Linked DNA regions of Gossypium arboreum: region 1 is linked to region 2. A link is a contact called in public Hi-C data. All regions are on one chromosome and are shown on one strand. The core of a region is the stretch at or near the end of the contact, and the rest is flanking DNA. Distances in the headings are between cores, read along the strand shown.

What was found. A called contact is a pair of places that touch in the nucleus more often than the background predicts.
Region 1: a contact with region 2 is called in a Hi-C map of leaf, with 3 times the contacts expected there. The contact joins the promoter of LOC108457514 here to the promoter of LOC108454521 in region 2. A contact is called at or near these places in 2 of 5 Hi-C or Micro-C datasets (both in leaf).

Annotation. Positions count from the first base shown.
Region 1 is chr9:59,267,346-59,270,045 of ASM2569848v2, reverse strand. LOC108457514 (3-isopropylmalate dehydratase large subunit, chloroplastic) reads left to right here and starts at 1,414. Exons shown (of 16, transcript XM_017756630.2): 1 at 1,414-1,632; 2 at 1,889-2,700. The coding sequence starts at 2,671.
Region 2 is chr9:58,943,136-58,945,835 of ASM2569848v2, reverse strand. It overlaps LOC108454521 (60S ribosomal protein L14-2-like), which reads right to left and starts at 1,251. Exons shown (of 5, transcript XM_017753007.2): 1 at 1,101-1,251; 2 at 921-1,022; 3 at 149-278. The coding sequence starts at 1,103. The region is part of intron 1 of LOC108454396 (peroxygenase-like); the gene reads right to left. LOC108456845 (a long non-coding RNA gene) reads left to right here and starts at 2,066. Exons shown (of 8, transcript XR_008270959.1): 1 at 2,066-2,304; 2 at 2,400-2,700.

The sequences.
Region 1 (2,700 bases), core at 165-2,664, 320 kb before region 2:
GCCAAACGGAAAATCGAAACCCAGCACGTTAGGGCACGATTTCTCGAATTTCCAAACATAAAACATTGCCTTATTTTGAAGTTTAGAAAACACAAACGAAATTTTAAAGGGATCTTCGATTATTTGAACAAACGGAAAATCGAAACCCAGCACGTTAGGGCACGATTTCCCGAATTTCCAAAACATCTAACATCGCCTTTGTTTTGGAAATTTTTCCACTAAACAATTATAAAAACTGAATCGAAATACACTTGTTTTGGCTTGTTTAAGGGTAAAAACAATAATATGACATGAATAAATAATGAAAAAACACAAAGGAACGAATTAGGGCACATGCAATGGCGACATACCATATATTATAAAAAAGCTAATATACATTTGAAGGCTAATGAATTAAAAATAAATTTAAAGAAATTCTAAGCAAATTAACACGGACAACATATGGCAAGTTTTAAAACAAATACAATAGATGATTTAGAAGAAATGCAATTGAATCATCAATATGCCAACAAACAAATATATATAAAAATCTTAAGGTAACATACATGAAAATTCAAATAAATCAAAATAAAAATAATATATGAAATAATAATATATAAATGAAATTTCAAAATAAATAATGTATATAAAAAGGTAAGTAATATATAACATAGTATTTGTCAATTTATAGTATTTGTCAATTTAAATAAATAATATACATGAAATGAACATTTTATATATATAAAAAAACAAAGGTATTTGTATATGAAAGTATTTAAAATAAATAAAATATACCATTTAAAATAGGGTCCTTAGAAGAAATATATATACACAAAATAATATAAAATCAATAATATATACAAAAACATAATGTACAACACTTAAAAATGATGATATAAGAAATATTTACATATATATAAGTGTAAAAAAATAACAAAACAATATAGATGATATACCAAACAATATATATATATATATATATATATATATATATATATATGAATAAATAATATATATAAAATACAAACAGCTTAATATAAATAATACATACATAAAGGAAATTAAACAGAAAAATAGTTGAAATGAATAGTATATAGAAAGATTTAAAATAAATAATAATAAAACAGAAAAGTAATAAACAAAGAAATCAAAACGGGGACAAATTTGAGATTAAAATAAAATCTGAGATCTAAAAACTAAACATCACATTAACAAGAGGATCCAAGTTGAAGAGCGTGAGAAAGAGAGGGACTAACTGGAAATTATCCCCAAGCCCTCAAAAACGCTGCGCCTAGGTGCAAGCTAAATTGCAACAGTACAGAAATTTCAAGGAAAATTTAAACAAATACAAATAAAATGCAAATAGGGCCAATCGAAAGCTGGTGCGAAAGTGGGGGACTAATTGCGAAATCCCCCATTTATAGCCAAAACACAAGGTCAAGCTCTTCCCCTTTCCCCCTGTTTCATTTTTCACTTGAAACTAAACTTGCTTAAAAACTTTTTTTTTTTGCTTTTAAAGAAAACTTTTGTTCTTTTTTTAAAAGAAAACCCTTAATGCCTTGGAGTATCTCTCAACTCCTTCACCTTCTTCCCTGCCTTAACAGCCCAAAATCTGACGACAAATGAAGCCCTCCCCATAGCGCAAGTACGACGGTGAGTCTCCCTCTCTTATATTGTTTACACATAGTAGATAAAAAAATCAAAGAAAAATAGAAATAAAATCGAAAGAAAAACGAGACCTTAAATCACCTTTGAAGTATATTTTGATTGCTTTCTATTGATTTTGTATGTATTTCGTGTATAATTTCCCTCAAAAAACCAAGAAAAAAAAAACCCATTACCAACAAAATTTGAAGGCTTTATAGCCAAATAAAAATGGTTTCTTGCTGTTTTTTTGTTCAAATTGTAGGTGGAGAAGGGCAACGTCGGGCGTGGGTGTGAACGTGGAGCGGAGCACACGGGGGTCGTGCGTGGAGGTGCTGGTTTGCGTGCGTGGAAGCTGTCACGATGGCAGCAGTGGCGCAAAGGACCCTTCCCCTAGGGTTTCCTGGAAACTGTTAAGAAGATTAGCTACCGGGCCTGCTTTGATTTTGGGTTAGGGGTCTATTTTATTGGGCTTGTTTACTGAAATCGGGCCAGTTTTATTTTGGGTTTATTTGTAAATGGACTTATTTGATGATTTGTTTTAATTTTAGTTTTTTGTATGTGTAGCCCGGGTCAAAATTAGGTCTTACAGATACCATATTGAATTGTGGCAAAATTTTTAAAATTTTCTTGATTTTGTTTCAAGTAAACAAGTGTGTAATTAACAACCATTAATCATTACTGATGAAATAGGTAATGTTTTAGGATTAAATTTCTTATTATATTAATAAAAAATTTGAGAGGGACTAATTTAATTAATATAAAAATGGAGTGGGATTAAAAAAAGTGTTTTTACCCAATCATTGCAATGGTGGCGGCTGAGAATATCTCTCACGGTTGATTTTTGTTGTCGTGTTGCTCAAGTTTTTCAAAATCGATATTTGTGTTCACTGTACGTTAAAACATGTGTACGATGAAAAAGAAAAACTTGTCAGCATCAATGGTGATTCAAGTGATTTTAACTCTGTCAAAGCCGTGTTTGACGAAATGTCTGAAAGAAGATAATAAAAAGCCATCTTCTTTACCATTCTTTTGAAGCAACTCATCATGGCCTCTTCAGTTGGTTTTGCACACCCC
Region 2 (2,700 bases), core at 2-2,501:
CCAAGCTTTCTATGTATTTTAAAACTTTTGGGCAAATCATATTACCAACTCATGTCCAAATATGCATAGGATACAAACGTTAGACACAAGTGTTTCAACAAAAACGGAAAGTGAAACAATACTGGCAGACAAGAATATATTTTCTTACCAGCTTTTTCCATTGCTTCAATCAGTGTCTTCTTCTTTGGAACACGAGGAATGTCAATTTTGAAATCAGTCAATTGAAGCCTCTTAAAGTTCATTTGACCCCTCACCATATCTGGGGCATCAACTAGAGCCTGAGATGACGAGACACGAAAAAAAGCTCCATTCAAGTTTTACACAACTTAACATATCCATATTAGTCCTCTTCAACTACGTTCACGACTAAACTTGCACATTTAACACATTTACTATCTCAATATCATCCCATGGTATGCATATACAATAGTATCACAAGTAACAACCAAGGCAAAACAGAAACAGGTCAACAAATTAAACTTTTTCATTTTAATTTATATCATAATGTTGGCACATATTCAACACGTATGGAGTCAGATATAGTCCTAACTAAGGGCGTAAATGACATATACTAGTACTCGTTAACTTCTTCATTTTAATTTGTTTCGAAAGTTGGAATAATTGAGATTGAAGTCAAACAATTGAATGGTTATCATGAATCAAGCTCAACATCTAAAATTAAAGCTAGATCAAACTCGACTCGAGCTTAAAACCTCAAATTCCGAGTTAAGCTTGAGATTCTTACAATTTGAACTCGGATTTAGCTCGACTACAAACTTGGTCCTAACCTTTCAAACATAGAACCTATTTTCCAAATCAATCTCACCAGGAAGGAAACAACTAATCCTACTTAAAAACTAAATTTCCTTTTCATTACCATAGATGAAATAAATACATAAAAACTAAATAAAATTACATACTCTGTTCTGGTCAACAACATCGACGATGACGACGAGCTTGCCGTAGTCTTTGCCGTAGTTAACGAGAGCGACTCTCCCGATCTCAACGTACCTTTTGAACGGCTACACACAAAAAAAAAAAGAAAAATCAAAGAGTGAATAGAGTGAAAAGGGCGGCGTTAGAGATTGAAAAAAACTCACCATTTCTACACAGCGTGAAGAGCGTTCTGAGCTAAAAGGAGAGATTGAGCGGCCGAAGAAGAAATGTGAAGAGGGTTTTGAGAAGTTAGGGTTTTATTATATGGTACTTTTACAGGTTGTTTATAACCGTTGGATCTATCCTTTCTTTCCAGTGATGATGAGCATTAGGTTCGGGTCAATTTTATCTAACCCATATTGCTATTTGACAGATTAAATATTGTTAATAAATGTTAAAATATGCTGTTAAAATTTGATATTTAATTATTATATTTTAAAAGTTAAAATTTAATTTTTCTATTTTTAATTTAAAAATCTTAGTCCAAATATTATTGTCATAAGTCATATTTGTCAAAATTTGTCAACTTAGTATATTTCTTTCTTTCAATCATATATCACATCACATGAGGATAATTTAATTAACATGTTAAATTGATAAATTTTGATAGAAAAATAAAATAATTACCATATTAATAATTGAACTAGAATTTTGAATAAAAATATCATTTTAACTTTTCAAGTATAGAGACTAGGGCGAAGGTAGAAATTTTTTAGGGACCAAATTAAATTTTAATTTTTACATAATAAAATGCAATGTCATCATTTGAATAGATTATATCTTTATAATTTTTAAAGGACTAAATAAATTTTGTTATCATTTTTAAAGGGAAAAGTGTAATTTTACATTACTAATTTAAATTTTTTAAAATTTAAATAACCTAAATAAAAAATTTTCATTTGAAGGAGTTGGGGCTCCTGTTAGCCCCATATTACGCCACTGATAGAGACTAAATCTTAAATTTTATCAAAATATAAACATTAACTCAGGTTGGGCTTATATAAATAAAACAAACAAAAGTCCACTTGAAATTAAGGCCGGACATAACCCCTGGCCCAATAAAACCTTGACTGAAAACGACAAAAAAACTAGCTTATAAAAATAATAAAGAAAGCTCTAGATCATCAATTAAATGTTACCGTCTTATTTGCCCAATCAAATAATCTGACGCCTGTCATTTCCATCTTTTCTTTTAATTCAGACTTAATGGCAATACCATTTTCCAAGGCAAGCTCTAAACCACCGATGCTTTTGATCTGCCAATTTAGACTTCCCCCTTTCTTTCTTCTCCCCCTTTCTTTAGTCCGGTTCTCTTTCGCAGTCGATTTTCCTCTGATTTTCGGCATACGTGGGAACACTTTCAACCAGGTACATTTCTTCTTTTCTTCTTAATGATTCTGTTGCAAGTATGTGTACTAGACTGTTCGCTGATCTTGGGGTATATTCAAACCTTATTTTGCTAGATCTGGACTATAGCTGATGAATATCATGAATATAAACCCCTATTTGCGATTTATCCTCCCCTTTCGCCTTGCATTTCTTTATTACCGATAAAGAGTCGCCTTCGATAATGATTTCCTTCTCTTGCATGTCGAGTGCTATTTGGATCGCTTTTCTACAAGTGAGTGCTTCGGCTGCGAAGGTGGAGAGAACTCTATGGTGAATCTCTGTGCATGACAGGAGGACGAAACCTTTGCTGTTTTTGACTACTATCCCGGAAGCCGATTGTTGGTTGCGCTCATTATATGCTCCGTCAAAGTTTAT